2 separate regions of the Mus musculus genome follow, and region 2 is linked to region 1. Evidence: chromatin contacts called from public Hi-C data. All regions are on one chromosome and are shown on one strand. Each heading gives the region's core, a stretch centred on a gene start, on an enhancer-like site or on the middle of the called end of the contact. The rest is flanking DNA. Distances are from core to core; before and after follow the strand shown. Region 1 overlaps Pcca (propionyl-Coenzyme A carboxylase, alpha polypeptide). Region 2 overlaps Pcca (propionyl-Coenzyme A carboxylase, alpha polypeptide).

Region 1 (5,148 bases), core at 578-3,077:
TATAAACTTGTTTCTCTGCCATCCCTTACCTGGCCCCACGCTGAACTTGGTTAGAAAAAATTAACCTAGCTCCGATCAGCAGTTACTAAGTTGGAAAAAAAAATGGAGGATGGAATATGATGGCCTATGTCCTTATATTTGACTTGTGGGATGTCAACAAGTCTGCTCTGTTTGCATAATAAAAAACGTGACCACTGTGATGTACTGCATATTAACTTCACCAGATAGAAATAGTTCCCTAACAAGCTGTCTTGCAAATTGACATAAAAGACAGCTCACTAACATTCTGACTCTTGATATTTTGCATTTCTCCCAAGATTTTTAGAGCATTGCCAACAAATAAAGAAAATTACGGAACCATGTACTACTGTTGTAAAGGCAAAAACATTAAAAGGACACCATACCTGTGATTTTTCAAAGTGAGTACATTTATATAAATGTAATAAAATATTTCTGTGTCACGTCTATCATTCTCCTAACACTAGGAGTTCCACCCAACAGCCACAATTCATAAAACAAGTGATCAAGAATAGAAAGCTCAATGACCAACTTATGGCCTGGCTCCATCCATTATAGCCCTAGATGGTGTCATCGTTCAACATACTCTTTTAGTTTAAGCTTTCCTTGACTGTTTTAACTGACAGGTATTTCTGATCATTGAGTCAAATAAACTGCCACAATTATGCAGCATGGCAGCTGGTGGGGAGATGGGAAAGATCAGTTATGGCTGAGATCCAAGGCAGGAACCTCAGGTTGCCTGAGACCACAGATTCTTGGATGGAAACAAGACCCAAGAATGGTCTGTGACCTGTGGCACTGGAACACTAGTAAACTTCAACAGCCAAAGCTGATTTTATATTTCCTTAAAGGCCAAGGTAATATGCAACATAAAGGTAACTTTTGAGCTTTTTTATAAAAAAGCTTCTTGGATGTTAGCACCAAGAAGATCTGAAATGCAAACCACGCGCTCCTGGATGGAAAGCCTCTGAGGCCCCCGAGCTTTCCCATCAGAGCAGAGTGAATGTACGAGTACAGTCCTAGAGAATGTCACAGCCCTCAGAGATGTAACTGGGATGTGGACGGAGAAAAGATGCTAAGGTGGGGGAAGTACACAGAAGAGAGAAGAAAACATTATTGGGGGTAAGTGCAAGGAGCGAGCTATTCTATTGAAATGTGACAGTTTGCAGCTAATTTCAAAAGTACTAGCTCAGCACACTTTAAAGTCATAATGTACTGTGAAGAGCATCTCTTTTTTAAGATGTTTACTGAGGAAAATGCCATGACCTGTAGCATGGGTAAAATAAGCCAGAGCAAGCATCACCTGCACTGTAACAAAATTGGCTTTGTTTTGTGATTAACACTGGTCCCATTTCCAGGTTCTGGGTGTAACCTCATATGGGCACTCACACAGGCCTTATGCACAGGTTAGTGCCATCTTTTCAGTTCACTCACAAGCAAAATCTGGAAAGGCACAGCTGCTGTGGGGGTCTGAGAAGCAAGATCTATTCCACACATCTCATCTCGGATGGCCAGCCTAACCAGCCTGGTACAAAAGGAGCCTTGGTGGGGCCAGCTATGTTTGCTTAATAATAACAGTTGTATAAACATGAGGTCCTCTCAGTTAAAGGGAAACCAACATCAAAAAGCTGTAAAACATAGAACCCGAAACCCCTCTTTCTTTGAAGAAACCCGTTTGAAGCGAGGTGTTTCTAGTTATGGGTGAGTGGAATGAGAATTCAGCTGCAACAAGCGGACATCCAGTCCCAGGAAGGACTAATTAACTCCATGTGCGCAGCGGCATCTCAAGTCGCCTCACACATTTCAAAGAGAAGCCCTTGTCCGCCTTCTGCGAAGACATCAAAACACTCAGTGCAGCTGCTGCACATTGAGGCTCCATGACGATGATGTTGTTTTTATGGAATTCCAAGAGCTGAAAGAGTCATGCCAAGATTCAAAACTACCTCATCACTGAATCAGCGAGGGCAAGACATTCCCACTCATCACCACTGGGAATCCCGTGCTAGCCCCCGGGCCCACTTAACAACGCTTCTGGAAGGCCTCTGGAGGAAGATGGGAAGCCAGCATTTAAAGTGCTGTACACACTTGATAGTGTGTGGCTAAAACCTCAAGAACTGACATGATAGCATATTTAACTTTTTTCTGAACCACCAAACCAGGATTTTGATGTAAAGACTCTGGTAGTTGATGAAAGCCAGCAGAAGGAGATAAGAACTTCAAAATCATCTTTAACAAAAATATTCTACTTAACAGCCTTTACTCAGGCTATGAAGTAGTAAGAGAAACTTGTGGTGAGAATTTAGAACATTGTCCCAAAAGATTTAAGTACTCTTAATATTTTGCCCCTGAGGCTTCTCCTAACCTCATCACTCGTCGTGGCAGGCACATGTGGTCAGATGGGGCAATCACATTTTTACATAAAGACCAACAGTAGATGGACAAGGCCACAAAGTAGAAAAAAATTCCAACCCACCCTCCCACATAAGGTGTAGATAGAGAGATAAACCAATGCCATCCATACAGCAGCTAAAAGTCAGCTGTCGGGCTCAGAGGCCAAGAACTCGCCTAATACATGCCAGAAGCTGAATTCAAACTCTAGCACAACAGGGAAAGGAGAAATGGGTGGGTGGACAGTTGAATGGACAGATGAGTAGACAGACGAGTAGACAGATGACTGGCAAGGCTTCACCAGCAAGAGAGCCTGGTTTCTGGGATTGCACTCACTCAGTCATCATGAGCACATCACTGGGCCACCTTCCTGCCCTTGTGTGCTCTTTCAAGTGAAGAACTGGCCTATAGAAGCTAGATTCTGGTCAGGTCTGCATACATCCTGTGGTGCTTTTCTTCAAAAGTGGATTCAGGGAGGCACAGCTTAGTTTCAAATAAAGCTTGGTTTCTAACACAACTAAAAATTTCTTTGCCACTTTCCCCTACTCTCCAAATTTGAGGCATCCCATGACATATGAATAAATTAAAGCCAACTCAAAGGGAACTTTCCAGTACAGGATGAAAGCCTACACACAAGCACACACCTCTAGCACAGAGAGAAAGGCGAAGCATAGCAAAGAGTAGGGCAGATGGTTTGCTGATGTCATTACTTCAACACTGTCTGCAATATACACCAAATACTTCACACTTGGTAAGAGAAGTTACCCTATTATACAAAAAGGGAACACACCAGCACTCAAAAAGTACAGCTTGCAATCAACTTGTGCATTCGATTCCCACGAGTGCCAGCCAGGTACAGTCTGGCATAAGAAACACAAAGAGGATGAAGGTCCAGTTGCAGGGGAGAGTGCCTGCTTAGCACAAGACGTGGGCTCCAGCATAGCAAAGCAGTAAAACCTTTGAAAAACTTCACTAAAAAGTGAAGTGTGAAAATTAAAGTAGCTGAATGAAACAAAGTTCACAGCGGCCTCCTAAAGTCAAAGTTATAAGCCTGATGTACCAATCCAGCATGTATGGATTGCAGGTTTTAAATGTCCTGATTATCAATGTTGTTAAATACATTTTGTAACTAAATTAACCAAATACACAATACATACATAAGCACAAGCAGCTGTAACAGCTTCTAGAAGTTTGGGAAGCTCGCTCTATAGCCAAAGGGGTAGACATAAGCTACACCAAAATATGCACCTTGGCATATGGAATATTTTAAGCTTTAGGAATTAGAGAAATCACAGGTGCCGGAAAGACTCTCTGACCTTCCCTGAAGCAAGTCGGGAGAGAGTTTCCTCACTGCAGAGAGGCAAGAGCATCCTTCTGTTGGAAGCGCTGCTTACTGCCCCCATCTACCACCCTTAGTTTAAACAGCTCATCCTCTTGCAGTCCCCATGCCTCATGACTTAAAGTCAGTCTAGAACTTTTCTTTGTCTCTTCACTTCATTATGAAATCTTCTGTGTCAGGCTCAAGTGCTTTTATATAAATGTATGTGTTTTCCCCCTTGTTAACTTGCCTTTTGTTACAGGGGCCCAGCTGAGGCTTAGAAGGGTAGAAGAAAAAGATACATTTTCTCTACTACAATGGGCTGCAGAAAAAAACTCTAGATAAGCAGGTGATTTACTCAGATGAGCCAGCTGTCACAAGAACGCGGTTTTCTCCTTCTCACATGAAGTCTTTACACATGGGACCAATTCTGTCAATTAATTTTTTGGTAACTTTCCAGGTGCTCTGATGTCTAAATATAGTATTAATCTGCATTTTCTTTGCTGGTTACTTTTTTCCACTTGTACAATCAAAACTAATTAGCTTGAATATAATATTCTCCAGATTTGACTTTTAAAAAATGGAAATCCTGTTCTTTTTTAAATTGTTATTTATTATTATCGTGTGAGTGTGGGTGCACATGTACTGGATACACATGTGGAAGTCAAAGCAATTTTCAGGCATCAGTTCCCTCTTCCCACCATAGCATAAGAGATTAAACTCAGGTTTATCAGCTTTGCACAGCAAGCACTCCAAACCCCGAAATCACATTCTTTATGGAAGACAAAAACTTTTAGTTTTTTTTTTTCTAAAAAACAAAATCCAATACCATAAAACATCAAGGCCACTGAGATAGTTTAACAAGTAAAGATCCTTAATTCCACACCTGATGATCTGAGCTCAATCCCTAGGACCTCCTAGGTAGGAAGAAGAGGACCAACTCCCTCAAGGGGTCCCATGAGAGACATGTGCTCACAACACATAAATACACATTTAAACCCTTTAGATTAACACATTTACTTTGTCCTTTTTATTGTTTAGAGTATGAAGAAATTTGAAATATCAAAATGTCTTAGGGTTACTATTGCTATGATGAAAAGCAACTTGGGAGGAAAGGGTTTATTAGGCTTACACTTCCATAGCATTGTCCATCACTGAAAGGAAGCCAGGACACACTTGAAACACAGCTTATTGCAGAATCTCAGGAAACACTTCCAAGAAGATTTCACCCCGATGATGCTGGGCTATTCCTAATCATTGCTAATCTCTCAGGTCCCAGCTGACCAGCATCAATGTCAGTAAGGCACACATTTCACACCAGCAGTGCTAGTCTCTTGGTGATAACAGCTGACTCCTCAGCCCCAGCTGATCAGAACCCCAAACCTTAATTCAAAATAGCAAGTGGCCCCTAACAGAGTCTTTAA
Region 2 (4,951 bases), core at 484-2,983, 130 kb before region 1:
GGCAACACCACAGGTGGCTCCTTAGGACACCTTGAAAATTAGGAATCAAATGTCTACCTCTGGACCCTGGTCACTATTTCCTGTCAGATGGACACGTCCTCATAATGGGTATTTATGTGGTAGCCTTCTACACACCCACCTAGCCCGCCTCCCTTTGGATACTTGAGAGTTGGGGTTGGCTCTGAGTTCCCCTCACCTCAGGCCATCAGCTTCCTTGTGGATGGGCTCACTGCCCTCTGTCAGCAGCTGTGTCTCCTGTCGTTGCTCATCTCTTATCACACGGCTTAAGACCTACTGGGCAGTCTGAGGAGCCCCCTAACCCTTCCTCAACATACACACATACAAGTGTCCTTACAATCCTCTGTTAGAAGCTTAGTGGTTTCCAGTGGTGCCTAGGGGCCAACACTACCCATGGTGAACACTAAGGGACAGCTTCAACAGGCCACTACCTCCTAGGCCCTACTAGAGCCTGAGGGCAGAAAAACGTGAGCCAATTTAGGGTACCTTGCCACCATGACCATCCTCCCTGGATGGTTCTGGATGCTTGTAACAGTGAGTGCAAACACTGGGTCCCAAATTATTAATCCAATCCGAAACAAGACTCTCAAAGCTGACATAGCCTCTCCCCCCACTTCTGATTGCAAAGCTGGTAATTTGATGAAAAGCAAGCTTCTCCTGATGGGAAGGGAGTCTGTCTTTTGCCTGACTCAGCCCGTAACAACTCATAGGATTAAACCTGGGCCCTCCATCTGCCTTTCCCCCTCACTCCTCATGTACTTCCTAGCTCCCCTCACCGCCTTCTAGTCTCCTTCCATCATTTAACTATGAGCAGAAACCCATGACTTCCCCCTCTAGCTTGCTCTCTCTCCTTCCAACCATGTTTAGAGGAAATTTTCTTGAGGCAACTACAACAAAAATTTTCCTTTGTACCTTACAAAGCAGTGATATGTTTGCTCCAAGTGGATCATGCTACACACATGCATACAAAACCAAATAAGAAAGAGGTATGCAGAAAGGCTTGGTCTAATTTTGACATAGTTCATCTCTTGGAAATCAATGCAGTACAAGCTTATGGTTTTTGTTTTGTTTTGTTTTGTTTTTGTTTTTTAATCTCTGGGCAGGCTCTAGTTCCCACTAAGAGGCATTTGGGGGCTTAGCTCCTGTCTGCTGGAGCTTTCCTGCCTGTGGTGTCTGCACCTGCAGAACATGTAGCACTCACCCACTACAGCAACTTCTGGACTGCTGGCAGGCCCAGGAAGCCTGAGAGCAGCTGCCCTATCCCAGTGCCCATGGCAGAGCCAGCCCTGTAGCATGGCTGCACACAGACTTCTCTAACATTTGTGAATCATTGGATAAAGACTCACTGATTGTGACAGGATGTATCCAGAATTGGGCTTACTAAATGGTCACAAGCCTTACAAGTCTGTCTGATAAACGCAGTCGGCCTGATGTGCTTCTCTGCTGTCTAATTGGTGCAAAGTTTGGAGACCTGAATCCTATGTCTTTTCATCCGGCTTATTGCATCCTCTTCTCTGACACAGGGTCAAGGTTCACATTCGAATCAGATTATTAGAGCAGCCCTCATTAAGTGGGAGCTAGGCTTGCCCCAAACGAGTAAGCTTGTGAGAGAACTCGGCCCATTTACTCAGCAGATTTTCACATGTTTACGGGCCTGAATGTCACCCAGCATCGCTCTGTGCTGAGGAGTTTCAGACATCTCCAGCTGATGACTAATTGTGAGTGATGGGAAATGAAACCCAGCGAAGCCAGCTGCTTGCCATGGTCGGCAAAATGACTCTAATGGAGAGAGGCTGCCAATTTTCCAGTTTTACTGGCAAGTCTTCCAAGTGTAATTAAGGGAAGTTATAAATGATATGGAAATCTATCAAGTTCCATTTATTTTCAGAGGACTCCTTTCCCAGGGGACTTTTATCTTGAAGCTTATAGTATGCTTTGTTGTGCTAATGATTTAAGCCACATCTTGGTTCTGATTAAAGCCCCCAATCTCCTTCTACCAAGGCCCCTTCACTCCTTCCACAAAGATTAAAAGATACAGAACATTCTCCAGCACATGCCCCTCTCAGAAAACATGCTCTGACTGGGACCCGCATGGCACTGTGTATCGCTCAAACTGCAAACTGCCATTGCCCCTAAGAAAGCTCAAAGAAAAGTGTAGGGTGGGGGAAGAGAAGGAGGGGGGGGTCTCTGCCAGACATAAAAGCAAGACCCTCAAAGTGGAGCTTCGAAAGCCATGCTTGAGACGAGACATTCATCAGAAGGTGCTGTCGCCCACTAATGTTATTTGATTTGGAATAAAAGCATGAAAATGATGGCGAAGGCCTAAAATTGAAGACGTAAAGGATGACTGCACAGTGCTCCATTTCTCAATTTCATCCTTCAGAGCCACAAAATGGGGGTGATACAGTGACTGGATGAGCTTTACAGTAACAGCTGTGGTCTTCCCACACAAGGGAGGCCCTTCTAATGGGCTGAGGTCTGTCTGCAACAGACGGGGAGGAACAAAACAAGGATTCCTATTAAGAGTGCACAGTCATATTTCTGATGGAGAGAATCATTCTGGGAGTAGGGTTTCCTTTACATCGGTGCATACCCTCTTTTGTCATCCAAACCCAGGGCTGTGTGAAGGGTGCTACTGCTTAAAATACAGGCCAGAGGATGCAAATGGCGTCGAGTTTGTGCTCCCCCTCCCCCTAGAAGCCTACTCTAGCAACTGTAAAGAATGTAGAGGAAACTGTGCCAGTGGCATATGGCTTTCTACTGTGCTAAACATTCATACAAAAGACAGGTTCATCAGTCATTGGAGTATCTGGATAAAAAATTAGCTCCTGATGGATGGTATTTTGAGCTTACCTGCTGCTAGTACATTACCAGAGAAACACCGGCTTAGAAACCCACATGACATTAGAAACTGCAGACCATGAAACACAACACATGCAGGAGCACATAATGCACGGCAGATTATACAAAATAATAAATAAGCTATTTAAACCCTCTGCCTAAAATTGGGCCCGCTGCAAGGAACCCCGGGTCACTTCTACGCAGGCCAATTAATGCACAGCATCTGCTGTATAGAAGCAGGGCACGAAGCACTTCCGAATGATTCCGGCAATTAAAAGAAAACTGTTTCCTGCCTGTTCAGACAGCAACTGTTTCCCTGCAAGAGTGAGCACCAAATCGGTGCACAGCTGAAAAATTCAGGCCCCTTTTGGGGAAGAGGCATGGAGGAGGGGAGGGGTGAACCTTTATGGAAAAGGAGCCTTCTTTTGTTGTTCTGTATTCTGTGTTTTCCTGCCAAGTGAGACAGAAGGCTCGGAGGGCTTATGGGCCCACTGCAGTCTCCCCTTCTGCTGTACTGGTCCCCTGAAAACTAGGGATCCACATCAACCCTCCTGACTGTACCCAAGTAAAAATCGCTCCATTTCATATCGAAAGGTTTGTCTCTTAGAACATAGTTATCTAACACGTTTTAAGTCTCTGAGATCTGAAGGAGGCGGCCTCCATTTGCTAAAAGGAATCTGATTATTCCTACTTCCTTTTCCTGAGGTACTAACACAGGCTGCTAAATATGCCCTGATCTTTCTTGGAGAAAGAATGTGTCTCATGGAAAACCCACAGGGAGATGGGACCCCAGGAGATTGCCCTATCTGAGCAAGGATGGGACTGACATCAAATTACAAAGAGGACAGGCAGTGGACAGAATGGCTGACCCCTCATCTGGAGGTACTCTGTCTGGCCCAGCACACTCAATCTGAAGGGTGACGGAGAGAAGAGACCACATGTTTAGCATGCCTGGGGGCTCTGAGATTCAAGCCTGTGGTATCTCTATGGTGTTGCCCTCGGCTCTGCCCTCAGACCCCCTAGAATTGTGCTGTGGGAGTTGAGGGTGCTCAGAAAGGAATCCAGATTGTAGCCAATGTAAATGAAGTCCAGGTTTTGTAAAAATTCCTTAAAATGAAGAAAAACATGACTCCCTACTGCCCTCTAACTTAGCTCACACTGACAGCCTACGCTTATAGTTACAAAGGGAAAAAGTTGAAACTTCAGTGTTTTCCAGTCCTAAGAGGTCAATCTGACAGGCTACCTTGTGCACTCAGTAGGCTGTTTTGAAGGACGCAGTGACATATGATGATTTCTCTTTCAGCATATATAAATGTATATGTAGACACATACATATAAAGTCAAAACACAAAAGGTATTTTGAATCTTGGTAAGGTTGAGAATAAGCCTTAAAAACACTACAAAGGTAACAGGCCTTCTCATCCCAGGAAGACCATTCCTTGAAAAATGAAACCATTGCCAAGCCTGCACAAGACTTCACACAGATTGACCATCAAAACATTTTTATCTTACGCTGATAGTTTGTACTAAATTATAAAAATTTAAAAAATCCAAATGTTAGCCACGACAAAAACTACTCTTAAACATTTCAAAAGAAATGTTACATGGAAAAAATGATTCAAGGGCCAGGCTAAGGATAGTCCTTACTCCTGAAAGAAGATGAGACAGGAATTAGATTGGAGAGGGGTCACTAGGCAGCTTCATGGTGTGTATGTTTTACTGCCAGGAAAATCCAAAGCGATTGTAGCTAAGGGGAGCAGAGAATACACACGTGCTTGGGAGATGATTCTCCTAACTTTCTATGCTCTCCATGACTTAGAAGCTTAAAAGTGCTTCTGAGTATATGATTCTGTTTCTGTCCTGTAGAATTCAGTTTGCAGTTTGGGTTCAAAACTGGCGTCTCCTCAAACTGCTTAAAAAGTCACTGCTATAAAATATGTAAATTAATTATTGCCACCATTTTCTGATTGTAAATCAGGGCATCCATAAATTGAAAATCTATCCAACAGCCAGCCTGGCTCTTCTGCAAGAGAAAGGCAGAAATGAATGTTGGGCTACAGGAAGCACCAGAACACAGGTACTCCAATGCCCA

Evidence for each region. Hi-C and Micro-C count contacts between places; a contact is called where the count stands out from the background.
Region 2: a contact with region 1 is called in a Hi-C map of muscle stem cells, with 2.4 times the contacts expected there. The contact joins two enhancer-like sites. A contact is called at or near these places in 1 of 15 datasets of contacts at CTCF or cohesin (pro-B cells), 9 of 484 Hi-C or Micro-C datasets (the HL-1 cell line, cerebral cortex, embryonic fibroblasts and 4 more), 1 of 115 datasets of contacts at active chromatin or transcription factors (neural progenitor cells) and 2 of 9 other capture datasets (adipose tissue and embryonic stem cells).

What each region holds. Positions count from the first base shown.
Region 1 is chr14:122,752,455-122,757,602 of GRCm38.p6, reverse strand. All of the region lies in intron 19 of Pcca (propionyl-Coenzyme A carboxylase, alpha polypeptide), which reads right to left. Gm46489 (a long non-coding RNA gene) reads right to left here. Exons shown (of 2, transcript XR_001781478.1): 2 at 4,522-5,148. Among named protein-coding and RNA genes, the nearest start is that of Gm46489, 6.0 kb to the right of the region's middle. Within about 2 kb of position 1,827, at least 18 of the 459 cell types and tissues checked have an H3K27ac peak or open chromatin away from gene starts, as enhancers often do. A contact at or near this core is called in muscle stem cells, where this site is marked.
Region 2 is chr14:122,880,728-122,885,678 of GRCm38.p6, reverse strand. All of the region lies in intron 22 of Pcca (propionyl-Coenzyme A carboxylase, alpha polypeptide), which reads right to left. Among named protein-coding and RNA genes, the nearest start is that of Gm46488, 28 kb to the left of the region's middle. Within about 2 kb of position 1,733, at least 65 of the 459 cell types and tissues checked have an H3K27ac peak or open chromatin away from gene starts, as enhancers often do. A contact at or near this core is called in muscle stem cells, where this site is marked.